7 separate regions of the Mus musculus genome follow, and all the other regions are linked to region 1. A link is a contact called in public HiChIP or PLAC-seq and promoter capture Hi-C data. All regions are on one chromosome and are shown on one strand. Each heading gives the region's core, a stretch centred on a gene start, on an enhancer-like site or on the middle of the called end of the contact. The rest is flanking DNA. Distances are from core to core; before and after follow the strand shown. Region 1 holds the start of Nf1 (neurofibromin 1). Region 2 holds the start of Unc119 (unc-119 lipid binding chaperone). Region 3 holds the start of Slc46a1 (solute carrier family 46, member 1). Region 4 holds the start of Rnf135 (ring finger protein 135). Region 5 holds the start of Tnfaip1 (tumor necrosis factor, alpha-induced protein 1 (endothelial)). Region 6 holds the start of Crlf3 (cytokine receptor-like factor 3). Region 7 holds the start of Suz12 (SUZ12 polycomb repressive complex 2 subunit).

What was found. Promoter capture Hi-C pulls out the DNA fragments that hold promoters and counts their contacts. HiChIP or PLAC-seq counts read pairs in DNA pulled down with a chosen protein or histone mark.
Region 2: a contact with region 1 is called in a promoter capture Hi-C map of hippocampal neurons, with 3 times the contacts expected there. The contact joins the promoter of Unc119 here to the promoter of Nf1 in region 1. A contact is called at or near these places in 5 of 39 promoter capture datasets (hippocampal neurons, liver, pre-B cells and 1 more).
Region 3: a contact with region 1 is called in a promoter capture Hi-C map of stem cell-derived epiblast-like cells, with 4 times the contacts expected there. The contact joins the promoter of Slc46a1 here to the promoter of Nf1 in region 1. A contact is called at or near these places in 5 of 39 promoter capture datasets (the C10 cell line, liver, pre-B cells and 1 more), 2 of 115 datasets of contacts at active chromatin or transcription factors (extraembryonic endoderm stem cells and pancreatic cancer cells) and 2 of 9 other capture datasets (adipose tissue and liver).
Region 4: a promoter capture Hi-C map of liver shows a contact between it and region 1, with 3 times the contacts expected there. The contact joins the promoter of Rnf135 here to the promoter of Nf1 in region 1. A contact is called at or near these places in 4 of 39 promoter capture datasets (hippocampal neurons, liver and stem cell-derived epiblast-like cells).
Region 5: an H3K4me3 HiChIP or PLAC-seq map of embryonic limb bud shows a contact between it and region 1, with 5 times the contacts expected there. The contact joins the promoter of Tnfaip1 here to the promoter of Nf1 in region 1. A contact is called at or near these places in 5 of 39 promoter capture datasets (the C10 cell line, hippocampal neurons, liver and 1 more), 1 of 484 Hi-C or Micro-C datasets (nephron progenitors), 12 of 115 datasets of contacts at active chromatin or transcription factors (astrocytes, bone marrow-derived macrophages, differentiating embryonic stem cells and 8 more) and 1 of 9 other capture datasets (liver).
Region 6: a contact with region 1 is called in a promoter capture Hi-C map of liver, with 3 times the contacts expected there. The contact joins the promoter of Crlf3 here to the promoter of Nf1 in region 1. A contact is called at or near these places in 4 of 39 promoter capture datasets (hippocampal neurons, liver and pre-B cells).
Region 7: a contact with region 1 is called in a promoter capture Hi-C map of liver, with 4 times the contacts expected there. The contact joins the promoter of Suz12 here to the promoter of Nf1 in region 1. A contact is called at or near these places in 6 of 39 promoter capture datasets (3T3-L1-derived adipocytes, cranial neural crest, hippocampal neurons and 2 more).

Annotation. Positions count from the first base shown.
Region 1 is chr11:79,338,138-79,342,414 of GRCm38.p6, reverse strand. Nf1 (neurofibromin 1) reads right to left here and starts at 2,523. Exons shown (of 58, transcript NM_010897.2): 1 at 2,356-2,523. The coding sequence starts at 2,415.
Region 2 is chr11:78,341,098-78,345,374 of GRCm38.p6, reverse strand. Unc119 (unc-119 lipid binding chaperone) reads right to left here and starts at 1,880. Exons shown (of 5, transcript NM_011676.3): 1 at 1,589-1,880. The coding sequence starts at 1,808. It overlaps Pigs (phosphatidylinositol glycan anchor biosynthesis, class S), which reads right to left. Exons shown (of 12, transcript NM_201406.1): 11 at 3,940-4,150; 12 at 2,599-3,641. The coding sequence ends at 3,366.
Region 3 is chr11:78,463,531-78,467,807 of GRCm38.p6, reverse strand. Slc46a1 (solute carrier family 46, member 1) reads right to left here and starts at 2,107. Exons shown (of 5, transcript NM_026740.2): 1 at 1,803-2,107; 2 at 605-1,457. The coding sequence starts at 2,030.
Region 4 is chr11:80,182,153-80,186,429 of GRCm38.p6, reverse strand. Rnf135 (ring finger protein 135) reads right to left here and starts at 2,561. Exons shown (of 5, transcript NM_028019.4): 1 at 2,175-2,561. The coding sequence starts at 2,513.
Region 5 is chr11:78,534,252-78,538,528 of GRCm38.p6, reverse strand. Tnfaip1 (tumor necrosis factor, alpha-induced protein 1 (endothelial)) reads left to right here and starts at 2,269. Exons shown (of 7, transcript NM_001159392.1): 1 at 2,269-2,443. Ift20 (intraflagellar transport 20) reads right to left here and starts at 2,168. Exons shown (of 6, transcript NM_018854.5): 1 at 1,953-2,168; 2 at 1-19.
Region 6 is chr11:80,079,159-80,083,435 of GRCm38.p6, reverse strand. It overlaps Crlf3 (cytokine receptor-like factor 3), which reads left to right and starts at 2,445. Exons shown (of 8, transcript NM_018776.2): 1 at 2,445-2,652. The coding sequence starts at 2,524.
Region 7 is chr11:79,990,740-79,995,016 of GRCm38.p6, reverse strand. It overlaps Suz12 (SUZ12 polycomb repressive complex 2 subunit), which reads right to left and starts at 1,911. Exons shown (of 16, transcript NM_199196.2): 1 at 1,418-1,911. The coding sequence starts at 1,697.

The sequences.
Region 1 (4,277 bases), core at 1,274-3,773:
TGTGTGTGAGTGTGTGTGACAGTATGAAAGTGTGTGTGTGAGGGGTGTGAGAGAGTATATGTGTGCATGTGTGCACATAAATAAAAATATAGCCTTTTTTTAGAAATCAAGGTAAATGGTAAAGTGAGTGGTTCCCAGCCCTCCCCTAAGATGCTGCTCTCTGTGAGTTCAGTCCTGGTTTGTCTCCAGCAGATTCCCAAGCCCCCTGATGCTCAACCCTTTAGTACAGCTCATCATGTTGTGGTGACCCCCAACCATAAAATTATTTCATTACTACTTCATAATTTTGCTACTGCTATGAATCATAATGGAAATATCTTGTGTTTTACAATCATCTTAGGTGGCACCTGTAAAAGGGTCTGTCAATCCCAAAAGGGTCTCGACCCACAGGCTGAGAGCCACTGGTCTAGGCACATTTTAAATCTGTTTTTAAATGTATTTAATTTTATGTGTATGAGTGTTTTGTTTGCATTTATGTGCACCACATGCTTGCCTGGTGCCACAATTCAGAAAAGAGCATTAGATCCCTTGGGACTGGAGTTACAGACAATTGTGAACTACACTGTGAACACTGTGTGAATGCTGGAAATCAAACCCAGGTCCTCTGCCCGAGCAACAAGTGCTTTTAACTGCTAAACCCACCTCTTTAGCCCCTTAAATCCCTTTTTTTTTTAAGTTCTACACAGCAATTCTTTTCTATCAAGTTTAGAATCTAACATTCTACTTAATGTTCTACTGAAATCTAATGCTCTATAACTGGACCAATTTACACAGTAATATTTACTTCTTCAGGCGGGTTACAACAACAGTTTGTTTTGATGCCTTTTGGTCTGGAAACCAAATGAATGAAGTCTCTGATAGCTACAAAATTTTATCTATGTAGGTTTGTTTTTTTTGGGGGGGGGGTGTTGAGACAGAATCTCCCTTAGTAACCTTGACATCCTGGCATGTAGTCTGTAGACCAGGCTGGCCTCCAACACACAGAGATCTACCTGCCTCTGACCTCCTGTGTGCTGGGACAAAAGTCATATAACCACCACATTCAGCTCTGTGTAGGTTTCCCAGTGTCCTCTGGGTAGACTTCCTCTGTCGGATAGGTCAAAAGATTGAGTCCTATAAAAAAATGTCTGCTGGTCAAATTAAAGAAGAAACCCTTCCCCTACCTGTCAGCTCCCATAATCAGTTTTGTGATTAAACCCAATAAACAAAAGAGATTGGTTCAATTCTAAACAATTCTCTCATTAGAGGACACCCCCTGGCAGAACTGCAACAAAAAGCAACCATCCTTTAAACCAGCCCCAGCTATCTGTAGATAGCATCAAATTAAACTAGTTCTCATGGACAAAAGGCTATGTGTGGGTTGTCTACTCATCAGCCTTAGAATTTTATGTGTGGAAAACTCAGCGAATAAAAAGCAACCTTCCTAAACTACAAAACTTTTCCCTCCATCCCAAGTAGTCTCAATGAGGGTTCAAAGAGTCAAAAACAAGTCAAACAACAACAAACCATGGTCACAATTATTGGCCCTAGGACCACATCCTAGCTGTCTGTCTCTGCTGTCTAGTCTGTAGCTAGATTTTCCCTTTGCTTTCACCCTTCTCCCCTTACTCTTGGAGTCTCACTTAGGAAAGCCAAGATTCATTCTGGGGCTGCTGGCAAGCAGGGACTGGAGAGGGGGGTGTGATCATCAAGCAAGGAAGGGGGAGGGGAGTCATTTCAGAACTACGGTTTCCCCTGCAAACGCAAAAGGCAACCTTGTGTCATCCGGCTATCAAGGATGCTGGTGTGAACATCATCCAGGCAAGCTGACGCCCCGAGCAGAAAAGTAAGAAAACCTGTGCTTTCCCTACTCCTGCCCCCAAGGGGCAGCTACAGAAAATGGGGGTGGGGCAGGATATTATCTTGCTCCTACTGGGGATGCATACACAGACTGGGGGTTCCTTCGGTTATCCCCAGTTACGAGGATGGGGGGGAGGGGGTTAAGGGAAGAGGGAACCCCTATCTACCTCCTTCTAAAAGGGGAGAGTTAAGAGAGAACCATTAAATCCAGATGGAGTGGCCCTGAAAGCGCCCCCAGGTCACTCATCCCCGCACCAAGAGCAAGCGGAAGGGCTGGGATAAAGGGGATGGAGGGCTGGTCACGGGCAAGGCCCCACCCCCCCGGTTTAGGAGGGAAGGAGAGCCCCGGCTCACAGCCGAATCCCCGGGCAGTCCCCTAGCGTCGCCCCCCCACCCCAGCCCTTCCTCGGTCTGCGGAGCCCCCGGCAGCCCGAGAGGCAGCCGCTCCTTCCTCCCCTCACCCACCGCGTCCCCACCCCCACCCGCTCCCACCTCCTGCCCGCCGCGGCCCGTTACCTGCTCGTCGAAGCGGCTGACCACGGCCTGGACCCATTCCACCGGCCTGTGTGCGGCCATGTCCTCCCGGCGACCCGGGGGCGGTGGAGGGCCGGCGTCCGGGGCCCGCCTGAGGGCGGGCGGGCGGCCGGCGCGGAGGTGAGGGCAGCGGCGAGCCGAGCGGCTGAGGAGTGCGGGCAGCTAGCGTTCCCACGGGGGTGGGGACGGGGGCCCGCGCGGCCCGCCGGGAGGGGGACAGGGGAAGGGGGCGTTGGCGAGGAGACTGGGGGAGGGGTGGGGAGGGGAGCCCGGGGAGGGGAGGGCGCCTGTGGGTGGCTCTCCCCACTAGCGCCGTCTCCCCTCAGCCATCACAGTCCGAGACGCCGCCATGACACCCCACCGGAAGTGGGATCCTTTCCACGGCTCGGGGAGAGGGAGAGCGAGCGAGCTTGAGATTGAGAGCGCGGCTGGGAAAGGGGAGGGGGAAGCGAGAGGGAAGGGGCCTGCTGCGCATGCGCCCGCGGCCGGCCGGTTTCATTAATGAAAAAGCGAGTCCTCCTGGAGGTGACGTCACCTAACTCCTCCGGGCCCGGAGGCGCGCGTCCCTCGCTGCCGCGGGTCTCCCCACCTAAACTGGCGCGGGGCTCTGGCCAGAGAATCTGAGCCGACTCCGGTGCGTAGGCTGTCATTGCCACCGCCGCCTCGAACAGCCCTTCCCCCGCTGGCCTCCGGGCTTGGATCGCTCCCGGGGTTAGAAGTTAGGGTGTCCTGAGGCTAGGCTTTCTCTCCGACCGCTGATCTCTGTCGCTGATCTGTCCCGGAGGCTGGAGTCAGTCTCTCTCCGCTTTCTTCACTTAAAAATGTAAGGCACACACCGCCACGCAGTCGATGGGGCTTCTGAAGGCTGCTGAAAACGGGTAAAAAGAAGGCCAAGAGAGATTCCGTGATTTTTTTCTTTTTAATGTCGCTTAAATTCCAAAGCAAGGCCCAGTGGTGATCCAAGTTGGAGACTAGAATTCCCCAATCCGAAATTCCTCAACTAAACTGACGGACAACCAAGTTAATAAAACTTTTTGCACGGATGATAATTCAGATTGAAGACTAGTTCACCATACTGTAAAGACCTTTAAAAGGCCTAACATTTATGCATTTCAGCCTTTCGAACAAACCTTTCCAGTAGGACTCAGTAGCCTGACCTATCTGATGAACAGAGCACTGGAGGTTCCAGGATACATGCCCAAGGGCTGATAAGTACCAAAATGGTTTGACTCTAAGAACAAATCGAGAAGGATGGCTCTCCAGAAACAAGGGCCTTCCCAATGCCCAGAACCAGAGTTTGAAGGACTTGTGTGGAATTGGCTGTGCACACTTACAAAAGAGGATAAACCCAAAAGATAGTTTGCTCGGGGCTAGCCTGTTCTACTTGGGGATTTCCAGGCCAAGCAGAGCTACAGGGTGAAGCTCTCTACTCATCGGATGGGGAGGGAAAGGCGCTCTGACACTGGACTTTGAAATGAGTTTTCTTCAATGCACTTGAATTAAGTCAGTGTTAAAATGTGTTTAGAAGCAGGATGTGGAGATGCTCGCTTTCATTAGAGGCAAGCAAATCCTCCTGAGTCAACCACTGCTCCATAGTGTGGCCTTGTCTCAAAAACAAAAGTGTGGACGCGCACTCAGACAACAGCCTGCAGCCATCAACCATTAGCCACATAGGAAGATACCAACTGGGTGATAAGATGAAACAAAACCACAATTTTCATTTCACCACAGAAAATCCACAGAGCTAGTAGCCCACGGACAAAGTGGTATAGCTGTAAAAGAAGTCTCAAGTCTAGGTAGGTTAGTGATCTTCCAAGATGCAAATTAAGTTAATGTTTCATTCCACTGAAACAAAAGGACAGAGATTGGCTGTTTCTACGATCCCTTCTTGAAAGCTGCAACAT
Region 2 (4,277 bases), core at 631-3,130, 1.0 Mb after region 1:
AAAAGGGCTCTTAAAGAGGCACTTGTCTTAACTCATCCTCCACATGCTATGCCATTTCCTCCAGACTGGGAGACACATGCTGTGACTTCACCTGGAAGCTTCCTCCATTGCAAAATAAGCCTCCAGTTATCCAGGCCAGAGGCCAGTGAACCTGCCCTCCAACGCACAGGGCCAAGCTAAGCTGTAAGGTCTCCTGTTGCAAAAGGCAGCAGCCCACGGGCTTCCACATCAGCCTGGTCAAGGCCCCTCCCTCCACTGAGGGCTGCCTGGCCAAGGAAGCAAGTGCTGGGGAAGTCTAGCCAAGAATGCCGCTGTCTAGCCCTGGAAGGAGGAGGGAGGCCCCTGGGGACCCAGATGCACAAGCTCAGGCCTGTCATCCTGGTCCCCTCCACAGCTGTCTGGGAGCCCTGGGCTCTGCTGCTCCTGAGGCTAGCGGGTTTATTTCCACACTAGCACCCGTGTCCATCCCAGAGAAGGGAAGTCTAAGCTCACAAGTGGAGCCGGAGCAGGTTGCTGGTGACCTACCCATTCCAAGGCAACCCGCCACTGTCTCTCCAAATACCTTCCATTCCTCAAGGCTCAGCCAACCTTTTGCCAGAAGACTCTCTAGTCCTTGTGCACTGTCTGTAGCGGTGCCTGCCTTGGCCCTGAACGATCACTTATCTGCCTGCAGGCAGCCACTCTGAACAGTCCTATGTAGCTTCCAACACTGTTGATAAAGGAACCCTGTTGACAGCGTGCACAGCATGCCAAACATTGTCCAAAATCAGAAGACTGGCTTTATTTTTCACAATAACCTTGAGGGAGGTAACATTGTTCTTGTTCCCATTTTACAGATGGGAAAAAAAAAAAAAAAAAAAAAAAAAAGCAAACATGCTCCTGCAAATGAAATTACATCCCCAAGGTCACACAGCCAATTTCCGGGCAAACTCTGGGACTCTAATCCAGGTAGCACAGCTCAGAAACTCAGTTTCAGTGGAGACTAGCCTTCCCTTGATGAGAGAGCCCTGGAAAAAGAACAAGTCCTGACTTGGGGGGAGGGGGGTCACGCACTTGCTTCCATCACAGGGCCCACAGCCAACAGACGGAAGCACCCGTATCAGCAATGTTCCTGGGCAGAGTATGGCCTCAGCCTTCCTCGGGGAAGCAGAGTGAGGGCTATAACGGTCGGTCAGGGAGCCTGAAGGTTTTCCTTGCCTCCACCTAGCCTGATGTGGCCACTGAAGACAGCCTGCAATGAGGCACACTCCTCTGTGCGAGCACCCTCAAAGGGTTCCGAAGACTCCACTGGGGAAAGGGTTACAGATGCAGCTGCTGCCCCACCTCCACCATGGGAAAAGGGGTGGGCCCCTTGAAAAAGAAGGAGTGGGGTGAAAAGAAGCCACTTCAAGGAGAGGAGGGGGCGCATCAAGAGACCAAGGGAAAGAGCACAGAGATTTCAGGCTTGGAGGCAAAGAGAGAGAGAGTAAGGGGATACAGAGGAGGGGCACTGCGTGGGGGAGGGGTGGGGGCTGGACTCTGAGCCTCGTGGGCCCCCTCCCGCGCTCTCCCTCCAGCCCGCGGGTGGCGCTCCCTCGCCGGTGCTCACCACCCGTGATCCGCTGCAGCCCCAGCACATCCTCCGGCCCGATGGGCTGCTTGCCCTGCAGCGGCCCCAGCCTGGGCCCCGGGCCTGGCTCCGGCTCCGACTCGGACCCGGACTCAGCTTCCGCCCCAGGCTCCCGCGTGGGCTCCGCGCTCCGGTTCGAGGCCCCTGGAACGGGCTCCGCCCCCGACCCGGTCCCGCCGCCGCCTTTCTTCACCTTCATGGCCTCGCGGGGCCGCAGATCCTCGCCCGCTGCCACCGCCGCCGCTGCTTGCGCCGGCTGGAGCCAGGGGAAGGGGGAGCGTCCGCCGCCCCACCCCCGGCCGGGCCCCAGGTGCCGTCCCGCCTTGGTCACGCCCACGGGAGGCGGGTCACACATACCCCGCCCACCGCCTGGCGTCTCCAGCGGGGGAGCCAGAATCCTGGGGGTCCTTGTGAACTTTTTGACAATGTAGATTCTTTTTGACAATGTAGTTACCGAATACCTCTCCTCTTTCTCTCCTGGGTTCCAACCTCAAGGTCTTTCCCTGATACCTTTGTCCTGACTTCAGCCCAGGTCTCAACCCACCCAGTTCTAAAGTACTTCTTCTCAATTTCCAGCTAACCAGCCCTTTTTTTTTTGTAATACATTAAGTGAAATTCTTGCTTGTTCCCTGACCCTTCCTCCTCAAAGGTCAGCTCTATGAAAGCAGAGATGCTCTATACACTGTTCCTCGTAACACCCTAGCACTACCACACAGCTCCTTGCAGCCAGTACCCACCCAGTATTTTCCTTTGTTGAATTGAGTTGCTATCCCAGGGCTGTCACTGGCTCAAGCTACTCCCCACTAGAACTCCTGCTAAAAGCTGCTTCAGGCACCCTACAATCCGCAGGCACCCTACAACATGCAGGCAGCACAGCCCAGGTGTCGAGCCGTCCCCAGGATGCTCAGGACGGGAGGCAGGAAGAACACATGGTGAGCTAGAACAGGTCAGTCTGCTTCTCACACAAGAACGAGTTATGGTCATCCATATCAACTCATATTCAACCAACGTTTAATAACAGTCTAATGTATGTTTTTAAAGAGCCCAATATACAGAACACTTTTACAGGCTTATCACATTTAATCCAGCCCCTTTCTGAGGGTGACATCATCAGTGCTTTCCCACCAATGGAAACCTGAGGCTCAGGTGAGGAGCGAGGAGCGGCTTAGCTGATGCTCTCTAGTCTGTTAAGTGCAGAAGCCGGAGTCTGATTCAGGCCTGTTGGGTTCCAAGTCAGAAATGTTTTCTCCTGTTCCACACTACCTCTCTGAAAGGGTAGAGGGGAACCTTAGCCACAAGGTAGAAGATCCTAAGCCACTGCCTCCTAGACCAGGCTGTCCCCAGTGGGTGACGCCAGTCAAGAAGCTGAGGAAGGAGGGAGGTGGTCTCAGAAGTGGAGAGGACAGGGCTACAATTCAACTCAAGTACTCCCCTAAATTCACCTCTCAGTGCGTTTGTATGCTGTGCTGACAGGCTGCAAGGACAAAGTACCCCTGTCCAGAGGTAGGCACACAAAGGCTTTCAAGTTCGAGCCAGATATGGAGATCAGGAAGGGTACCTTCTGAGGCTTGTAGGCATGGAGGAGCAAGCCAGTGGACTAGGAGGGGAAGGGAGCCCATCGTGGAGTGCCATCCGTAGAGAGCCCACGGGCGAGAGTGAAGACATGTCATCACCAGCAGACCTTGCCTTGGTCTCTTGGCCCAACACCCTCCCAGCGTGGCTAGAGAGGAGGGCTCCCTCTGACATGCTGCCCGGATCAGTCTATCTTCTCAGGCTTTTTCCAGGACTTGCGAGTTTCCTGAAAGATCTTAACCAGGGACAGGAGGATGGGCACAGCCATGGGCAGGAAGAGGGGAATGTAGATAGCAAACTTCTGGTCGTCGGGGAAATACAAGAGGTGGAGGAGGGAGGGGTCAAAAAAGGCGCGCTCGGAGGAGGTCACGGCTTCCTGGCTGGCAGCAAAGGCGGACGACAGGTGCCCAAGGGCTAAGGCCTTTGCTGCCTTCTGGACGGCAGCCACAGCCCTATATACCTAGGAGGGTGAGGGATGGGGTTAGCAGTATGTCCTAGACGTGGGGCAGGGAGAAGGGCCTGGCCTTTTAGTACCCTCTGAAGTTTCCTAGAGTCCACAGAGGTGTGTGGAAGTTAGTTTAAAAAACAAAACAAGACACAGCTGTTGTTTATTTTCTGAGGGGCAGCTTGAAACTTTCATTTGTCCCCACCTAGACTCCCACTAGGAGCTGGAATGGCTTCCAGAGGAAGCCTGAGATATTTATTTAAGGATGGCATGCCCCCACACACCCTGGCCCACCCCTTCCTGGCACATTTACCTCAGAAGCCACATCATCCTTGATGACAATGTTGCTGATCTTCCCCAGAAGCTGGGCCAGGGAGGTGAGGGTGGTGGTGGCCGTGGCCAGGTTCTCCACGGAGCGAGCCCAGAGCAATCGGTCCAGCTCCCAGGTCATGAGTCCTTCACTCTTTGGTCCTGAGAGCAGGCATTTGGGAGGCACCTGGGGCTGAGCAATTCCAAAGAGCAGCCTGTGGGGGGCACAGGAAGACCAAGGTCGCTGCAGACAGGTGTTCTCAGTTTTACTGAGTGGGGGTGGGGAGTGAGGGAGCAGAGAGATGAGCAGCAAATGACGCAGGTCCAAAACCCGCCTTGACC
Region 3 (4,277 bases), core at 858-3,357, 870 kb after region 1:
ATCTTAGCACTTCTGAGGTTCTGTGGCCTTGGCAAATGGTCCCCGGTCCCTTTGGTGTCACTACCGAGTTAGCTGAGTTAACGCAGTTGCTATCATCAAACAGCTGACTCTGCACACAGTGCAGTTCCGGACTCTAGCAGAATACACATATCTTTTTTAGGGAGTTAACTTTTTCATTCTCTTGCCAGCTTCCTCTCTTCTCAGGAGAGTCAGAAGCGGGGCAGCAACAAGGGGAAGGGGTAGGGAAGGAAGAGGGAGGGAAGCCGGGGCAGCAGGAATTTTAGCTTTTTTAACAAGCCCAAAAGAAGGCAGAACATTCTCATTAACTCGTGGTTCTTATCCGAGAGCCAAAGATCAAGACATTAATGGCATGGACTTTGGGAGGCCAAGGGGTGAAGCAATTAGCTTATGAGCTATAATGTACATTAATTACTTTGGCCACTAAAGCTCTGTATTTTCTGTATATCAGAGATGGTATTTTTCTGTGGTTTCTCGGGTGTCTATCCTCTTAGAACACAGGCAGAGAATATAACTCTGGATCCAAAGCCACAGGCTTGAACCACATTTGGGGGGCAATGAGTGAACGGCCCCATTTTCACTTTACCTGTGAACATGAGGGGTGTAATGGTAGCAAACGCAAAGACCACCATTCCCAGGATGTTGAAAGCCAGGCCAATCTCAGCCACCCAGGTGTCAGCCAGGCAGAATTGCAGAAGCCTTAGGCCCAGCAGGCTGGTGAGGTAGGGTAGGTGCTGGGCTGCTGAGCCATAGCCAATCAGCTTGGAGTCCCAGCAGAGGGGTGCGCTCAGCTCATAGAGTGTCAGGATATCTTGAGCCCCAAAATGCACAGTAACCACCACGAATATGGCCAAAGAGTACAGGGCTAGATGCATCCTGGACTTTTCTGGGGCTGGAACCACATATAGCCGGGCAATGGATCGATGATGGCGGAGCGTGAAAAGCCTGGTGGACTTTGGCTCCTTCACCGTCTCACCAAAACAAAATGCTGCGTATAGAGCCATGACAATCAGCAGGGCCAAAGCCAGCCAGAAGGGGTTGGCATAACCCTGGGCCCGGAGCCAGTGACCCCCGAGAAGGCTTGCCAGGGTCCCGGCCACACCAATGCATGCTTCCAGCAGAGCCATCCGGAAGGTGCGACTGTGGTTAGAGCTAACATCTGCCACAGAGGCAAAGCTAGCAGCAAGGAGGCCGTTGAAGTCTCCCAGAAGGGCACAAAGAGCTCGGCCAAGCACGAAGAACCCGACGTGCAGTTCTAGCTGCACCACAAAGATGGACACCACGGCCTGGAGCAGCAGACCAAGAGAGGCCAGCACCAGCAATGGGCGGCGACCCACGCGGTCACTCCAGGCTCCCAGCAGGGTGGACCAGAAGAGTCCCACCAGGAAGCCTCCCACGTTCATGTAGAGGGTCCAGTGAGATGTCAGGGTCTCCACTTCCTGTAAAGACACAATCACTAGTGCGCAGGACCTCACTTTGGTTAGCTACCATCACCATCCTGGGAGCTATAGCCTTGCTTTAGAGCCCTAAGCCTCTTGGAATGTTCCTTCAACTTGTAAAAACAGGCCCTGGAGAAGCATTCCCTCCGTCGCTACACTAGATAACTTTCCAAGCCAGGCTTTCTCTAGGTACACCTCCAGCACAAGGCAGCCAGCCAGGGCAGGCCCCCTTTGGTCTGACCCGCCCACCACGCCACGTGTGTCCCGTCCCCTCGGGGACCCCGTCTTCCACAGGCCCCGCCCCGTGCCGCGCTCCGTATTCACAGCTGCTCTGGTCCCTGCTACCTTCATGAGGGGATCCGCGCTTTGGTTCCCACAGTTCTCCCGGTGGCGGGTGCCATTGTAGCCGAGCTCCGTGCTGAACCGGTGCCAAAGGTACTGTGTGGTGAGCGGTCCCTGCAGAACCAGGGCAAAGTTGGCCAGGAAGACTAGGGGCTCCACGGGGCCGCGGAAAAGCACGGGAGCGTTGAGGAAACTGTGGGGCGAGCCCACGGAGCTCACGCGCCCCTCCATGCGCAAACACGGAGGGGCTAGCACCTCGGAACCAGCTGCGGGAGGCCTGGACCAGTCTGTGCTGTCTGCGCCTGCGCCGGCTTCGGGTGCTTCTGTTAAAAGTCTAGAGGGGCGGAGCGTGAGACAGTCTCAAAAGCTTTGGTCCGCTGAACTCTGGGCTGGGTGTCGTCCAAACAATCCCTGTGGTGTGTCCTCACTTCAGGCAACGCAAAGATACTACCGTGCTGCAGCCCTCCTTCCTGGGCGTCGGAACACTCAAAAGAATAATCACTATATCAATAACTAACATTTATTGACAACGTAACTTTGTTCTGGGGCCAGGAATTCTGAATATATTATCTCGTGGCAACCTTATAGATTAGTCACTTAATGATCCGAATCCAGAGATGTGGAAGTAAGGTCGAAAGGCACGCAGGATTAGCGCACAAGACTGGATATGCCAGCTGCGTGGCATCTGCCTCTCGGCACATGTGCATCTGTGTAAGAACAGCCAGAGCCTGGTGGGCCACACTGGAGTACTTGTGCTCTGCCACTGATCCGTTGACCTTGCCTTCACTTGGAAGAAAATCTTAGTGAAGGCAGGACCTAGTGGCATGTGCTTTTAATCCCAGCACACCAGAGGTGAGGCCAGTTTGGTCTAAGCAATACTAGGCTAACCAAGGCTTGATGTTCTGTCCAAAACAAACAAACAAACAAACAAACCAAGAAAGAAAGAATGCCGAGCATGGTGATGCATGCCTTTAATCCCAGCAATTGGAAGGCAGAAGCAGGCAGATTTCTGAGTTCGAGGCCAGCCTGGTTTACAAAGTGAGTTCCAGGACAGTCAGGGCTACACAGAGAAACCCTGTCTCGAAGAAACCAAAAGAAAAAAGAAAAGAGAGAGAGAGAGAGAGAGAGAGAGAGAGAGAGAGGAAGTATTGGAAAATGACAATGAGATTTGGTACACTGAAAGTATTATTTTATATACATACTTTCAGACCAGGCTAACCTCAGACTCATAGAGATTCCCCTGCCTCAGGCTTCTGGATGCTGTTGCTATTAGACCTAATCGCTGTTGGCTATCATTAATGACTAATAGGTTGTCCCTTGCCCCTGTTCCTGTCCTAGGAGCCTTTCCTGGAGCTAGTGTCACATCAAGGACTGGGATCTGATTCTGCAGTTCTCTTAGAGGGTGGAGTAGAGACAAGAGGAGCCTGAGACTGGAGGCCCCTGGGTGTGGGCCTGTGCTCTTCAGTGCCCCTGTTGTAGGAACTGAGCTGGAGAACAGACATCTGCACTGTTGCTGAGCAGCTCAGACTTCCTGTCTGTCTGTCTGTCTGTCTGTCTGTCTGGGCTTCTGTTTTATTGCCTGTGAAAAAGGAGTGCCCTTACTTGGTGCCGTGGAGATCTGAACACAACACTGAAGCAAACAGATGAAGCCCCCCACCAGGCACCACAGCTTCTAGATTGGTGGGGAGAGAGAAAGAGCAGGATGTAAATAGTGTAGAATCCGACCATGGCAGAGGGTTTGAGGGTAGGAATAGAGGCGTCTCATGCTCATGTGGGGACCAGGAGCAGAGCCAGCAAAGTTCCCAAGAACTAACAGGACCCAGTGTGTGACCCACAGGTCCGATTCTTGGGGTGGGGAGTAGTAGTTCCATTTCTGCCTGCACTTGAGAAGACACAGTGACGCTCCTCTTCCTTGAGCCTGCAAGAGTCTAAGGCTCAGAATAGGTGGATGCCAAATAGGCACTGGAGCCTACCCTTCTCATGGGCTTCTAGAGATAGATGATTCTGTGTTACACATTCAGACCTCTTTACATCCGCATCCCACCACTCCCCTCTAACCCCGCCCATACAGAGCTTTTACAAGTGGGATCAGCTCAGGGAGGGAGACAGCTAAAACCTTGTAAATACTTCCTAGAGAGGAGCTGAGGTCAGGAGAGGCCAAGGTCTGTCAGCTGAGAGCTAGTCAGGGTGTGACTCAGTCTGTGTGTCTGATAACTAGGGGCCTCTTCTGACTCCTTGATAACTTCACTTTTCCTGGAGGATGTGAACCAATGTTTATGCTTGCTAACGATAGACCAAAATAACGATTCCGGCTTGGTAGACACGCAAGTTTATTGGAGCATGGAGACAATCACCAGAAAGGGTCACCCCAGCGTGGACGATGACCATCCTATAGCTGCATAGCTAGAGTTCCCCTTAGGGTTAGCCTCCAAACCTTTGTGATCTCCTGCACCCCCAGGGGCATCCTACTGCAGGAAC
Region 4 (4,277 bases), core at 1,312-3,811, 840 kb before region 1:
ACAGAGTTCCAGGACAGCCAGGGTTATATAGAAAAACCTTGTCTCGAAAAAACAAAAACAAACAAAAAAATTTACTTATTTTTATTTTATGTACATTGGTGTTTTGACTACATGTATGTCTATGTAAGGGTGTTGGATCCCCTGGAACAAGAGTTACAGACAGTTGTGAGGTGTCATGTGGGTGATGGGACTTGAACCCAGGTCCTCTGGAAGAGCACTAAGTGCTCTTAACCACTGAGCCATCTCTCCAGCCCCCAAACATACTTTTACATACTACTACAGTTATAAGATAATGTACATTGTATTAGTAGTCATACTAGCCAAAAGATGGGAAGGATTCAAATGTTCATAGCTAGATACATTGATTGGAAAGTGATATATATCTGTGGGACCCCGACTTAGAGCGTTTCTCCCTAGAAGGTAAAGCCCCTGGACGTTCCCCAAGCTTGTTTTCCCTGATCTCTAAAAATACAGCCAGAAAGAAGCTCTTTGTTCTTTATAGCCAGTAAAAAGCCCTTTTGTTTCTGTGCCTTACAGCCAGAGATTCGATAATTGTAGGAAGACATACAAGGACACAGAGATAAAGGAGCTACAGCTCACACACACACACACACACACACACACACACACACACCAGAAAGGAGCTGTAGCCAACTCTCCTCCCAACTCCTCCCAATTCCTCAGCTAGCTGTTAAAAGCCCCCTACTGTTACTGCTCAGGGTCGAACTCTCCTGCCCTGCAGGGCGTTGAGGAGTTCATCCTCAGCTAGCTGATAATAAAACCTCTTGCAGTTTGCATCAGGTGTGGATTTCTCTCAAGTCATTGACGTGCTGGCCAGCTCATCCCAGGACTTGAGGGGAGGCACAGCTTCGGGGGTCTTACATATCCACAGAGATGATAAAACAGCCACACAAAGCAATGATGATCTGATACATGCTGAAACATCAAGCAGCCCTGAAAATATGAAACTGAAAGTAGTTAGACACAAAGGGGCCCATTTACATGAAACATGTATAATGAGAGGTCCCCTAAAAAATAAAATGAAATAAAAACCTTGGAAGTAGAAAAGTTTCAGTTTCCCAGGGAAGCAGATTGAGACAATGGGCTGTTAATAATCAATGGCTCTGGAAGCTCAGAGCTGAGTCATCTCCTGGGATTTCCTCAAGGCCTCCCCAAGTATAGTAAATCTAACATAGCAGCTAATCAGAAACCAACCCATGTAACTTCCCCAGCACCCACTAATGAAGTTTTAGATTACCTAATGTTTGATAAAATTCCTCTAGTTTCCCATGGATGCCTTGTGCCCCTTTGTCTGGGGTCACCATTTTTATAAGTGGCTGGCCCCTGCATGCAGGGTTCTTGCTTTCTTCAAACAAAAAACACTCTTGCCTTTGAATGGGAGTGGTGGTCTCAGTGCGTCGCTTTCTGACCTAATATAACAGGTAAACTCAGACATAAAGCTTATGAGAGATGAGATACAGAGAGGCTGGAGGGACAGGAATCAGGTGTTATTGCTTAGTGAGTGGGTACAGAGGTCTTTTTTAAGTTGATGAAATTACCTTGGCAACAGCGGTGACAGAAGCACAGTATTGGAAATAAGAGAGATGCCATCGAACTGTACACTAAAAAATTGTTCAGATGGCCAGTCGTGGCACCTGTGTTTGATCCCAGCTCTTGAAAAGCAGAAGCAGGCAAAGTTTTGAGTTCAAGTGGCCCACACCTGTAATCCCAGACTTGGAAAGCCGAGGGAGTCACCCCAGGTTCAATGCCATCCTAGTCTAGTCTAGTTAGACCCTGTCTCAATAAATATACAAATAGGCCAATTGAGTTAAGGGGGAAAATGGCAATTTTTGTGGCACATACATTCTACCACACTAAGAATCTCCAGACATCACAGAAGGCTGGGAAAAACTAAAACTATACAAGTGTGCACCACACCTCGGGTGGATGGGACTTGGATTTTTAACTGTTTGTGATGGGATCTTACTATGTAACTCTGGCCCTGTGGGGCAAGCCACTCCAAAACGGGGAATTGCAGGCATGGGGCCACCACATTGGGCTTTTGTATTTCTTTATACAGCTATAAACTTTTTAAGGTTCTCCAGAAAACAGATTAGACTGAGCAAATTTTGTGGCAGAAAAAGAGATCTGGAAGTCCGGTGCAGGCTTCCTACCTGGGGCGCAGAACGCGGCGCGGGGGCGGGTTCAGGCTCCGAGCCAGCCTCGACCTCCCGCGCCGCTTGGAGGTACTTGTCCACCAGGTCTTGCAGCAGCGGGTTCTTGTGCAGCTTGGGCTTTGTCAAGGGACCCTTCCGACATATGGGGCAAGCCCAAGGGCAGCCATCCACGGCCCCACGCTTCGAGACCCACAGGTCATGGAGGCACCGGAGACAGAAGCTGTGGCCACAGGGCAGCGTGGTGGGCTGGTCTAGTAGCCCTTGGCAGATAATGCAGCTCAGGTCGTCCTCGCTCAGCCACACGGGGACTGCATTGCCAGAACAAACGGCCGCCATAATTAGGCGACAGCCAGGAAGCACCCTTAGGTTCCGCCTTGTCCTACTAACTTCCCCGGCAACACTTCGCCTTGTCCATCAGCTCGCCCCGCCCCTCCCATCAGCTCGACCCGCCCAGCTGCTAATTCTCCCCAGCCTCTAAAAGCGCCGGACATTGCTGGCTACCTGCCTGGATTTTGGCCTGGAAAAATCATCTCTCTCTAGTAGTTGGGTCCTGCTCGCCTAGCCACAAACACGCAACCCCAACAACTTAAGCTATGAAGAAGGTCCGCTTCAGGAACTCATTTTAGAATCATAAGAGTATCAAAATTACAGTTATGAAGTAGCAACAAAAATGGGATCTAATGCCCTCTTCTGGTGTGTCCGAAGACAGCTACAGTGTACTCATATGCATTAAATGACATTAAAAGACAGCCTCAGGGGCTGGTGAGATGGTTCAGTGGGTAAGAGCACCCAACTGCTCTTCCGAAGGTCTGAAGTTCAAATCCCAGCAACCACATGGTGGCTCACAACCACCCGTAATGAGATCTGATGCCCTCTTCAGGTGTGTCTGAAGACAGCTACAGTGTACTTACATATAATTAATTAAAAAAAAAAAAAAAAAAAAAAAAGACAGCCTCAGTCTTTATTTGCTCTTCTTAAAAATAAGTAAATCTGGGGGGAGGGTATAGGAGACTTTCGGGATAGCATTTGAAATGTAAATGAAGAAAATACCTAACAAAAAATTGGAAGCCAGGCGTGGTGGAGCACGCCTTTAAGGCAGGCGGATTTCTGAGTTCGAGGCCAGCCTGGTCTACAAAGTGAGTTCCAGGACAGCCAGGGCTATACAGAGAAACCCTGTCTCGAAAAACAAAACAAAACAAAACCAAAAAAAAAAAAAAATGGAAAAAGAAAAAAAAATAAGTAAATCAGGGCTGGAGAGATGGCTCAGCAGTTAAGAGCACTGATTGCTCTTCCAAAGTCCCGAGTTCAATGCCCAGCAACCACAGGGTGGCTCACAACCATCCATAATGGGATCTGATGCCTTCTTCTGGTGTGTCTGAAGATAGCTGCAGTTTACTTACATATAATAAATAAATAAATCTTTAAAAAAAAAATAACCAACTACTCTTCCAGAGGTCCTGAATTCAGTACTCAGCAACCACATGGTGGCTCACAACCATCTGTAATGGGATCTGGTATGTCTGAAGACAGCTACAGTGTACTCATATACATAAAATAAATGAACAAATCTTTAAAAAATAATTTTCTTGCTACTTCACAACTGTAATTTTGCAACTGTTATGAATAGTCATGTGAATATAGGAGTTTGCCAAAGGTGTTATGACCCACTCATTGAGAATCACTGCTCTAGCAGGTACCTCAGCAGTCAGGTCCAAAGAACTTTAGAAGCTAGAGAGGATCCACCTCCCCAGGGAGCTGCACTCTGGAGAGACACATCCAGAATTTGTATTGCAGCTTCTCTGACCGGGGAATTAAAAAAAAATCAGTAAATTCAGAGGACCTCATCAGGCATGAAGGCACACATCTGTAATCCCAGCACTCAGGAGGCAGACAGACAGATCTCTGTTAAGTTTGAGGCCAGCCTGATCTACAGAGTGAGTTCCAGAACACTCAGGGCTACATTAAGAGACCCTGACTCAAAAAAAAGAAAGAAAGAAAAAAAAGAAAGAAAGAAAGAAAGAAAGAAAGAAAAAAGAAAAAGAAAAAGAAAAAGAAAAAGAAAGGAGGAAAGGAAAGGAAAGGAAAGGAAAGGAAAGGAAA
Region 5 (4,277 bases), core at 1,020-3,519, 800 kb after region 1:
CTGGAGCAGCACAGCTTAGCTGGAGGAAAACAGACACGTGAACCTGAAGGATTATATTGCATCAAGTGATTTTTACAGAAATATCACTAAGCAAGGAGAAAAGACAATTTCAGTTCACTTGGGTGTATCTGGCCTAAGCTGCGAGCGAGATAAAAGCATAGTCATAAATCCCTGTTTAAGGTCCCAAAAAGGCTTTTCAAATGCATGCCCTGAAATGAAAAACAAAACAAAACAAAAAGGATGAATTTTAAAATGAGAGTTAAAAGCTAGCTATGGTCATGCGTGACTCTAATTCTAGCAACTCACTGTGTTGCTAGAAGACTGACACACGTTTAGGACCAACCTGGGCTGCATACTGAGTTCCAGGCTATCCTGTGCTACACAAGCCCTTGTCTCAAAAAAACAAAAAACAAAAAAACAATTGCCTTCCTGTGTTGTTCTAGTTGGATAGTTTGAGTATTTAAGAGCTCCTAGGGACTAACTGGACCAGGTCCTATGGAAGAGTTCATATGACATGAGACTGCAAACACTTGTTTGAACTCCTACTGCCTTCTGAGTTAACATGCATTTATCAAAAACAAAAACCCTTATTGAATCCCAGCTCCAAGGACAGAGTGAACATAGTGTCTCTAGACAGACAGTAAGCAAATAAACACAAACTGTGATCAGGGTATGAGGAACAGCGCTCAGTGCTCTGTCAGGATTCTACAGGAGGACATAACTCAAGTAGGCAGAGAGGTCAACAAAAGCCTTCAGAAAAAACAATCTGGGACCTAAACACGTCCAGAAAATCTTCTAAGAGAAGGGAGAGGGACATTGTGGGCATAGGGAAAAGCATATGGGGGCGTCCTAAGGCTGGAAGATTTTGACACAAAGGGTCCTGGGATCAAAACAGCAAGAGGGAGCAAGGCTGGCAACCGGCTATAGCTGGATGAGTAAATGAACTTGGGTTTTGTTTTGTTTGTCGAGACAGGGTTTCTCTGTGTAGCCCTGGCTGTCCTGGAACTCACTTTTGTAGACCAGGCTGGCCTCGAACTCAGAAATCCACCTGCCTCTGCCTCCCAAGTGCTGGGATTAAAGGCATGCGCCACCACACCCAGCTGAACTTGGATTATTTTTTATAATGATAACCGCTAGCAGTGGATTTCGGCAGTGCTTATTGATCAGAGTTGGAAAGATCACTCACTGCCTTGGCCAAACAGAGGGAACAGGGAAGAGCAGAATAGAGGCGTCCTTTCCAAATTTCTCACTGTGAGCCAAGCATCTCTAAGCAGGCTGCCTGCAGGTAAGTGGCACTCTGATAATGTTTGCAGAATGAATGAATTCATGTGGAAACAGAAGGCTGTAACAGAAGAAAAGATTTGAAGCCGAACGGGAGTTCAGAGATCAGATGATGTCTGAATTGACAGAATTTAGTAATGCTTAATGCAGCACTTTGGAGAAAAGTGAAGAAAGGAGCCAAACACGATTGCCATGGATCTGGATTGGACCGAGAGTATGGCTGGAAAGGACAGTTTAAAGAGATGGGTAAGATAGATATGGTACATAGCGGGCTATCAGATCCCCAGCCCACCCCTAACTCCCACCACAAATATGCTCCAGGAACGTGGGATTGAGTTTCCTAAGCATGAAGGCTGTGCCTGGCTCTACGCTCCCTGGCTCTCCCAGGTCCGCAGGCACAACAAATAGTTGTAGCTGTGGAGTTTGGAGAAGGCGTAGACACAGGAAGAACTGGGCAAATGGCGCGGCTGTCTTTACTAAATTATACTCCTGCAATGTCCGAACCTCGGTTCACCGGTGACATCGAGGGAGCCAGGCTGAGCTGAGTGTAAACCCGATCCCTAAAAACTCCGAGGTAGGGAAACCGCCGCTTTCCACCCGGTCCAGCCAATCCTCGGCGCTGGGTCACGTCGGCCTCCTCCCGTCCCAAGTCCTCCACGTCCCCGACCTACCTGACGAGCCGCCTCGGCAGCGCTCTGCGGCCCTGACGACTGTCGGTAGAAGCTTCTCTCCGGCAACTGCAACCGGCTGCTGCCACGGAGACAAGATCTAGGAGCCACACGTCACCCCCGAGTCCAGAAGCACCAGCATCCGCCCACCCTGCGGTGCTTGCTGGGAAATAGATGCAACACGCGATAACTGCCCACTAGGCCCAGAAGCCTTTGCTCAGGGGGCGGGGACTACGACACGGGAAGTAGATTTGTTCCCGAACCCGGAAGTAGAAGGAAGTCAAACGTCAAGTTTTCGACCCACTGCTAGCTCGCGCGCTGTGCATGCCGGGTCTTGTAGTCTCTTTCCCGATCTGTAGGGTTGGGCTGTAACTCCGGAGTCGGCGGGCGCAGGATGTGAGCTCACAGCCGAGATTGCAGGCAGCCGCAGGCCAGAGGTGGCACCGAGTCCGCTTGCTACTTGACTGAGACTCGGAGAGGCGTCCCCGCGGACGGTGAGAGCCAGAGGTGCGGGTGCAGAGGGGAAGGACAGGCTCTGCTGAGTCCTGGGCAAAAGGCACGGGATGGCGCGCGGGGATGAAGTTCAGGTCTTTTCTGGGGATGGGAGGCACCACGGATCTCAGTTTTTCAGAAGAGGAGGGGTGTGGCGGGAGAGCAGCCTACACTGCAACGAGAGACATGGGATGTTTCTCCATTTCCACTGGAGAGCCTTTGGGTGAAACATAAGAGCCGCTTCCACGATTTCTGACCTTTCTTGCCAAAATCAGCCTTCCCACCTCGCCGTACCTCGTGTCCTTCCTTTAGAACCCCAAGTCTTTGAACTACCGTGATCGTTTGCGCTTTGTTCTGCTTGGCTTCGCATTAGGTTCCCATAGAGACACGTGTATGTTCCCCAGCCCCAGGATTACCCCTCTATCCACAGGCGAAGTCCTGAGGAAAGAGCCCTGAAACTATCAGTGGAAACTTCATCCTCTCAGAAATTTCTTTCTAGGGCGTCACCTGCCATTGGACTCTTGGACCTAATTGGTCTGGGTGGAATCTGGTCTGACGTCATCTAGGACTCAAAGTAGCTCTTAGGAGGAAAAGAATAGATTAGCTCCGGATTTGACTTCCTCAGTTGGCAAGCCTAGTCACTTGGGTTTCTTTGATTTGGCAGAACGTGTTTATGTGCTTCCTTGATTCTGGGGAAATGGGACTGCACACAAAGTATGTGAGGAACTTGCTAAAACTTGTTGAGGAGTTGATTTTTTTCCCGCTTTGAGGTAAGGCGGTCAGTCGCTCACCAGTCTAGCATTGTAGTGTTACTGTCAGACTCCCGGAGCTCGTTTCCTCCATGTTCCATCACTGAAAGCAATTAAGCCATCAAAAGGATATGCTACTTAATATAGCACCAATATAGACCTTCCTGAAAGCCCCCCACTCCCGACCATTCCAAGGACATACTGAAATCTCTTCAGGGTCAGTTTTAGTTTAGCAAGCTGATGTATATACTTAATTCTTGTTTGAGGACCAGTGTTGTGGGTTTTACCTGTAAAACATGAGGAATAACAGGAAACGACTGAGTGTTCCGGTATTAAAGAGGTTGGTTCCACTTTGGGGCGTTGTTGTTGTTGTTGTTTCTGTTTACAGCATTGCTTCTGTGGTGTAAGCCTTTATCATCACTTGCCTGGACCAGTCCTTCCTCTGATTTTCCCATTTCCTTTCATGTACTTTTGCATCCCACACAGCATCAAGTTGTCCTTGGATCACATCACTCCCCTGCTAAAAGCCTTCCCCGACCCCAAAGTCTGTTGCAATTCCCATAAACCCCAGCTCTTCCTTCTCATGTAGCACTTGTCTTCTCTGGCTTCCTGCCAGACCATCCTCCCTCTTCTTCCTATATACCCGCCGCCATGTCACTACTGTCCCCAAAATGTGTTCCTTTTAGACAATTTATGTGTGTGCTGATTTTGCCTGCATGTGTGTCTGTGTACCACATGTGTGCCTGGAGCCCACAGTGACCAGAAGAGGGCATCAGAACTCCTACGACTGGAGTTATAGATGGTTGTGAGCCACTATATGAATGCTAGGAATTGAACCTAGGTCCTAGAAGAGCATCCAGTACGTCTAACTGCTGAGCCATCTCTCTAGCCCCATAAAACTTGTTTCACTTTTTAACATTTTTGTTTGTACGTGTGTGTGCCTGAGTGTATATATGTGTACCATGTGTGTGCATGCAGCAGCACCCATAAGAGGGTGTCAGATCTCCTGGAACAGGATACAGAGTATTGTAAGCCTTTTGATTTGGGTGCTATCTGGGTCTAACTGTATCTGGGTCTACTGCAAGAG
Region 6 (4,277 bases), core at 1,196-3,695, 740 kb before region 1:
AGTTCAGACTGGCCTAGCATGCTATATATGTAGCCCAGGCTGGCCTCAATGGAGCCTGCTACTTCAGCAGTGTTCTGAGTGCTGGCATCACAGGCTTATGTCAACATGCCTGGCTAAGGTAGTGCTTATCCTGCACTCTGAGGCCCTTGCTCCCCCCCCCCCCCAAGATTCTCTCTGTAGACCAGGCTGGCCTTGAACCTGAGAAATCCACTTGCCTCTGCCTCCTGAGTGATGGGATCAAGGACATGTACCCTTACTGCCTGGCTGGCCCTTGATCATTAAAACATGATTTTTTTTTCTTAAAGATTTATTTATTTTATTTTTGTGAGTACACTGTTGCTGTTTTTCAGACACACCAGAAGAGGGAATCAGATCCCATTACAGATGGTTGTGAGCCACCATATGGTTGCTGGGAATTGAACTCAGGACCTCTGGAAGAGCAGTCAGTGCTCTTAACCGCTGAGCCATTTCTCCAGCCCCAAAACATGATTTTTATTTTATTTTATGAGTGTTTTGCCTGCATGTATGTATGTGCACTATGTGTATGCCTGGTACTCTCAAAAGCCAGAAAAGACGGTCAGATTCCCCATGACTGGAATCAGAGACAGTCCTGAGTTACCATGTCAGTGCTGGGAATCTAACCTGGCTCCCCAGGAGGAACAATCAAAGCTCTTAACCACTGAGGCATCTCTGTAGTTCCTTCCAAACTTTACCTGCAAATATAGTATTCTGTTCTATCTTTTCAGCAACTCTTGTCCATATATTTATTAGACTCTCCTCCTACTCCTATCCTTAAGTTTGTCTTTCCTACTTTGTCCTACTGTTTTCTACTCGCATGGTTAATGCCTTAATTCATTTAGCAGATACCAACTATTTACTAAGTATTAGGCTATGTTATCTTTAGGATAAAAACAGCTCTTCTGGCCACTCTCTCCATTTTTCTTTCAAAAGGGCTTCCTTCTATTTTCTTTACTTTCTTATTTTATTTATTCATTTTTTGTTTGTTTGTTTGTTTGAAGATTACGGTTTCTCTGTGTAGCCCTGGCCATTGTGGAACTCAGTCTTTAGGCCTCAAACTCAAAAGATTTACCTGTCACTGGCTGGGACTAAAGGGGTTTGTCACCACTGCCCAGCTGTTTTCCTTATTTTCAAGTATTCTTTTATTTCTTCTTCTCCTCTCTTCCTTCCCCTCCCCACTTTATTTATTTATTTATTTATTTATAGACCAGGCTGGCCTGGAACTCCCCCTCCCTACTTTTGAAAGTGTCTTTTTTTTTTTTCCAGACAGTGTTTTATATCACTCACGTTTCTCCCAGACTCACTACGTAACAACCAGATAACTGTTCTGAGTTCCAGATCTTCCCAAGAGCTGGGAGTAGAGGGTATGCCCCTATGTTTCGCCCATGTGGGAAGAACAGTCTGACCTGGAACATCTTCGATCTGGCCTCTAATACAGATCCATTGCATAATCCTGAGACAATCCTGTACCGTGTCTGATCCTGCTGAGGACAATTTACACACCTTGGGCTTATGGCTCATTTAAGGACTCAAATCCAACCAGTTTTAGTGTGGCTTTTCAGCAGATCACTTTTTACCGTTTTAATAGTTTGGGGGGAAAATTACAAAGACCATGTTGTGACACGTGAAAGTTATTATGCCATATCTAAAATTCTGTATTGAAAGGTTTATTTTTACATCCTTGTTGTCCAATCTGCCTTTTTTGCTCCCCATTCCAAGCAACCCTCCTTCCCCGGCCTCTCTTAGGGCTGAAACACAGGAGCAAGCGGCTCCTCTTGTTTTTACTATACATGGTCACACCCATTTACTTAATACAGCGAAACATACACTTTATCACATGCCAGCAGATATTTATCGGGAGGCCCTTACCGAAGAAAACGTGCCATCATTCGCCTTGGCCTTCTGCCAAGATTGCTGTACAGCTGGTCATCACTTGGGCCTCTCTCTCTCTTTCACCTCCCTCCTAAGAGTATCTAGGTAGTGGCGCCTGGGTCAAGTATCCTCCCAAAATTCCCGCCTCAGCTGGCATTTACTAGGAAGGTAGTACAGCGACGATTTAAGGCCCAGAGCTGTAGCCTCGGCCCTGGAGATCATGCACTGAGTTTAGGAGAGTAGATCCCCCCTCTGTGTCCCTCCACTTCCTCCACTGTGCAGGGCAGATAAGTAGTGCAGTAAGATAAGAAGTGGGAAGCACTTAGAGACGTGTTCACGTGTTTCTACTCTAGCCTCCACTTGTTTCCTGAGGAAGTGTCCAGGCGGGCGCAGCAAAGAGGCCGGAGGAGGAGCTGAGCAGACGGCGCAGCAGGTTTCACTCACTCAGACCAAGGCGCCATTAGTGCCTGTGTCCCCCCCACCCCCACCCCCCGGCGTCTGTCAATCAAGCGGCAGCGGGGGCGGGGCGTGAAGGACAGGGCAGGGCGGGGCGGCGCTTCCGCTGCGCGAGGCCGCTCGGGGTCGCTCGCGGGAGCTAGGCGCAGTCGGGAATCCGGCGGGCCGCGCGACCAGATGAAGGGCGCGATGGAGCCGGAGCCCGAGGTGCTGCTTCAGGAAGCCCGCGAGAACGTGGAGGCGGCGCAGAGCTACCGGCGGGAGCTGGGCCAGCGGCTGCAGGGGCTGCGGGAGGCGCAGAGGCAGGTCGGAGGGCCGCTGCGGGCCTTAGAGGGCGCGGGCCGGAGGGTGGGCGCGCGCGGCGGGGGCGCCCCGAGGCTCAGCAGAGGAAGTGGGTCGCAGACCTGTGGGAGACGTGACATGGGGAGGTGGGTCCTGCAGAGTTCTTCAAGGGAAAGATAAGTTTGGCGGACTGAGAAAGAGTTTGGGGAGCGCTCCTGAGCCGCCTCGCGGGGCACTTGGTGAGCGTAGGGGTGGTGTCCGAGGATGAACCACGGGAGCAAAACCCGAGGGATCGCAGAGTGAAGATCGGAAAAGAGAGTTGGGAGGAAGAGGGCATAGTCAGGGGAAACCTGCGACAGATAACTCGGTTTAGAAAGCCTGAGGGCACTGACCTGGGGACAGTAAAGGTGGAGACGAAGTAGAGGGAGAGGGAAGAAGTAAGGAGAAATGGAGAGGTTGAGCAGCAGTGACCTTAATGCCGAATGAATGGGGACGGGGGGGGGGGGGGGTTGTTATTTGAACATCTCACAAGATCCCGAACGCCTTGAACAACCTTTTAGAGTAATCTCTAGACAGGCTAGAACTGAAGGTGAAGGATGTTGAAGGGCAGAAGGAGCAAAACAAGATGTTTCAGGGAGGGTATACAAAGGTGAAGGGAAATGGAAAAACAGATTTTAAGAGAGGACTGGTAATAGAAGAGGCTAAATACACTTTCAAGTACTGCAGTTATCTCTCCACAAGGAAAGGTCGAACAGAGATAGCGGAAAGCCACATGGCTCCTCTCCACTCTCAAAGGTATACAGAAAAAGATATAAGCCCCTGCTAATGCTAGATAAGATAGATAATCCTCACATTACTATTAAGTGCTTTAGTTAATGCTTTTTGAGGAAATGGAAATTCATTAGAATTTCTCTAGGCCTAGTTTTGTAGGGTACCGTCACACTGGTAACTCCAGTGCTGCTGTGCCGAAGCAGAAAATGGTGAAGTAGTGCTGCGATAATCTTCGAATATTGTCATTGCTAATAATTTAAACCTCTCTAGAGCTGGTGTAGGCCAGGCATCAACAGTTGAGCTAGAACTAGGATCAGAATCCAGATACGACTTATGATTTAAACCTGATTTGGTGAATACTTTCAAGGTCTTCCAATGCAGACATCTGGATTTCCTTTGGAAAGAATCTGCATTATTCCTTCTGCTATTTTGAAATAAATGTTGAAAATCTAGGATTTAAAAAAAAAAGGTTTAAAATACCCTCTTTTATATAGTACTGCTTAGTCTGTGAATTTCATGTATGCATACAGTGTATTTTATCTTAGTCACCTCCCACACCACCCCCTCGAACATTTTTAAATTTTAATTTTTTAATTATTCATTTATTTTTTTTGAAACAGGGTTTCTCTGTGTAGCTCTGACCGTCCTGGAACTTGCTTTGTAGACGAGGCTGGCCTTGAACTCAAATATTTGCTAGCCTCCACCACTCAGGTTTTTTTTTTTCTTTTAAATTTATTTATTTTTTTATATATGAGCACACTGTTGATATCTTCAGACACACCAAAAGAGGGCATCAGATCCCATTACAGATGGTTGTGAGCCACCATGTGGTTGTTGGGAATTGAACTCAAAACCTCTGGAAGAGCAATCAGTGCCCT
Region 7 (4,277 bases), core at 662-3,161, 650 kb before region 1:
TACAACTCCCCCATTCCAGTAATATTAGATAACTACCAGAATCACATTTCTTTAAGACATGGTAATGTAATTACAAATACCTATATTAATAATTACATTAAGAACTTAATGTCTAGAAACTGAATTAAGTATTAGGGGTAAAAAAAAGATCTAACTCTTAATGGTAACTGTTTTCTTGCAAGTGGATTTCATTGAAAGCTAGTAGTTAAAACCTTCCTAGAGGATTGGTTTTCTCATAACATTTAGAAAGTTTTAAATTTCCAATTAATCTTCAATTTAGTTTTAGTTTCAAGTTAAAGTAAAAGGAGATGAGATGTCTTAGAAGAGGTACAAACAAGTGTATTTATTCTCATTACTGTCCTTCAGTTCTGATTATATTTAAAAGCTTTTCAGATTTTTGTAAAAGTATATTAAGCAAAAGAATAACGATCTCTGAAGCATGACCAATTATCTGTTTCAATATTCAAAAATCGAAATGATTTGTATTAAATTCCAATAAGAATTTCACGAAGAATCAATGAAAATGAAGGAAGAGTATTAAAACAATGTAAAACGTCTTTCCAAGCACAGCTGATACCAAAGCCCATAACATATGCCACGGATATAGTGTAAATAAAGAGATTCAACGGCAAAGCTGACTTCATTCAAGTTGCCGTAAAATACCCAGCTAGAAGATTGCTAAATTCCACTATCTACACAAAAGAGGTGCAAAACCATCAGGATATAATGCCCACTTAGTAACAATTTTATTTATAGTCATAATGTTTATAAATTCTATTGTTTGTTTCCAGGCACTGTGTGATCCCCTTTCCAAAAAAGTCAGTTTCGCCCTCCACGCATCTTTTAAAACGAAAAACCGGGATTTAAAAAAAAAATGTTCTGGAATTAAGAAACAACTCCAAGGTTGTCCACGGAGAGGACGCTTGCCCCATTCTGTCTCTCTCAGTCTACGCACCCATAAAATGGGCGGAAAGGTTTGAAAAGCTTAAAAGGTTTCAAATGCTGCGTGTTCACTCACACGCAGCCAGAGTGGGTACGAACGCATTTCAGACCCATGACAATTTCCTCGGCTTTACAACACTCATCTCCGGACAGGCTGTGTCTCGTCCCCCCGAAACCTACAACTATAATCCCTGTACTTGTGGAGTAAGGAAGACACAAACGAAAACACCAACTCGTCTCGGGATCTATATGCGCTCAGTTCAACCGTCACGTCCCCACCTCCAAGGCTGCTCTGAACCTGGGGGCCCCGGGGCGACCCTTCCGGGAGTCAGGGACCTGCTCGGGACCCCGGCGTTCCCCAGCGAGTCCTCCCTCCACTCCCAAAGCAAGTGGACTCTCCGAGAACCCGGCGGAGTGCCCCGTGCCCCGAACGCCGGAGAGGGGCACCCCTGCCCTCGAAGCCGCTCACACTCACTCTCAAAGGCCTGGAGGAAAAGCTCGTGGTCAGCCTGGACGTGCTCCATTTTCGGCTTCTTCACCGGCAACACCGCGGCCCCCGCCGCCGCCGCCGCGGCCGCCGCCGAGGAGGAGGAGGCCGAGTAACTGCCGCCGCCTCCACAGCCCCCGCCGCCGGATTTGCCGCCCGAAGCCGCCGCCGCCACCGCCGCCGCCGAACCCCCGAAGCCGCCTCCCCCGGACCCCGCGCTGGGCCCCGAGCCGCCCCCTCCCCCACCGCCGTGCTTCTGAGGCGCCATCGCGGTTCCTGCCTCCTCCCCCCGCCAGCTACCCGCCGGGCGGCCCCGGAGAGTGAGCGCGCCTGCTACACCAACCGCTCGCCCCAGCAGGCTCCAGCGGACCGAGGGGGGAAGGAGGAGAGAGGGGAGGAGAGGGGAAGGGAAGGGAGGAGGAGAGGAGGGAAGGAGGGAGGAAAAAAAAAAAGTGTCTCCTCCGAGCCCCGCTCCGCTTCGGAGGCCGCTCACCCTACCCTGGCCTCGCTCCGCCCACTTTCCCCGCCCGGCGCTCTGATTGGCCGGCGGGAGCGCGCGCCGCCGGGCCGCCCAGCCCGTTGGTCCGCAGAGTCCCCCGTCAGTCACGCGGAGGCGCTTCTCGCGGAGGCGCGGCTTGGTTGGCCCGTGCGCGCTGCCGACCGCGGGCCCGGACGCCTCTTTGAACTGAATTCGCGGGAAAATGAGGGGTCGGAGCGGCCTTCCTGCTCGTCCCGGTGCATTGTGGGCAGAGGGGGACTCGCGAGCGGCTTTGGGAGCCGTTTCTCGCCTTGAGAGCTTCGTCAGTCGCCGCCCCCAGGGGGGCAGAGGTCCCCTGGAGAGAGAGGCGGGTGACTGAGAAACTGAAGGCGAAGGGGCCTTTGAAAGGAGCGGAGGTCCACCGCGGATCCCGAGACTGTGTGGTCTCAGGAAGTGACCTGCCCCGGGGGTGCTGTGTGCTCAGTCTCATCTCCACTGAGGCAGGAGGAGATCGGATCCCCTGGCCGCCACGTGCCCCAAGCCACCCATGGCCGAAATCCCCTAGCGCAGCCACTGGGTTGTCGGACGTGAAGGGCTCGCCTACGAAAGGGAGCGACCTATTTTGTGGCGGCCGTTTCTCAGAAATTAAGGAGACTTGGTTTTGTTTTGTTAAGTGATGTGAGGTTTTGGGATTCTGTGGAATTGGGTTGTGGCTTCTCAACACGATGCGAGCAAAGTAGATACTTCATTTTCTCTGAGACAAATAGGTGATTCGAAGTAAAGACATTTCTTGAAGTTTTATTTATTGTACTGCCAAAAGCTTGTGAGGAACGCTGTGTTTTGAGTGTCTTGTTTAAAAAGATAGATAAACTGGGCGGTGGCGCACGCCTTTAATCCCAGCACTCCAGAGGCAGAGGCAGGCGGATTTCTGAGTTCAAGGCCAGCCTGGTCTACAAAGTGAGTTCCAGGACAGCCAGGGCTACACAGAGAAACCCTGTCTCGAAAAACCAAAAAAAAAAAAAAAAAAAAAAGATAAACAGACCCGACCTAAGTCTGTTGGTACAAATTGGCTTACTCTGAATAACTTGGATTTCAAGTTAGACAAAATAACCAGCTTATATTGCTTATATTTTAACTTTCTAAAAATGTTTTTATGCTCGGTGGTGGTGGCACACACCTTTAATCCCAGCACTTGGGAGGCAGAGGCAGGCAGATTTCTGATGCGAGCCTGGTCTACAAAGTGAGTTCCAGGACAGCAAGGGCTATACAGAGGAACCCTGTGCCTAAGTCTACACCAAGGTCGTATGCTGCGGTCCTTACAGCCAAAAGAGGATGTTGCCTCTCCTGGAAATGGAGTCACAGGTGGTTGTGAGGCCTAGGGTGGGTGCTAAGAATCAAATAGAGATCTCTGAGAGAGCAGCCAGTGCTCTCAACTGCAGAGCTGTAAGTCCAACCCCACGTTATGTTTTATATTAAGAAGAAACTTTAGAATGCTCTCATTATACTAGTCTGTATTTAAGAATATTTCTTACTGCAAAATAGGTATATGGTGGGTTTTTTTCCCCCTTATGTTTCTGAAGAACGTCTCTGATGAATGCCACCCCACCGAGGTTTCTGGAGTTTTAGCTGCGGTATTGCTTTATAGCGTTAGGAAATTCAGTCAGGGTCTGAATAATTAAATTACTCTAAGCAAATCCAAAAATATCGCATTACAAACTAGAGTGCTAATTTAACTATGTGACAACTATATAGCTGTCAAAATGTTCCCTCTTCATCATTTGTCAGGGTTCAGTTGTAGGGAGGGAGAGGACGGAGGGACAAATACAGTCAAATAACCAAGTGAAAGATTATCATGAATGTTTGATGAAAGGAGAAATGCACCTAAGGGATTTGGGGTATTCTTAAAGGAAATGGTAGTAGCAGGCATTAATGTGATGTTATACATCTGTGCTAACCAACATTAATCATGAAAAAGCCAGCCATGCCATGAGAGAGGCGCTGCTGACCAGTCCTCACTTCTACATTCCTTATCTAGAATGTCCAGAGAATGCAAAAAAATAAAAATAAAAATCCTATGACTTAAGAAAAAAATTAATTAATTGAAGGGTCATTTCAGCTACATCATCTTGACAGACCACCTCTAGCTTGGTCTTGTCTGGCTACCTTGTTACTTGGGATGACAGGTGCTTTTGAGGTTTGTGATTGCAGTTCACTATCAGTGATACAGATATTTAACTCCCCCACCAAGCAATGAAGTTAGATTGCTTTCCAGATGTTTTGTTTTGTTTTTCCTTCATGTCATATCTGGGATTGAATGTAAACTACTAAAAGTCAAAGACCATAGTGTTCACTTTCTTTGACATTTCCCAG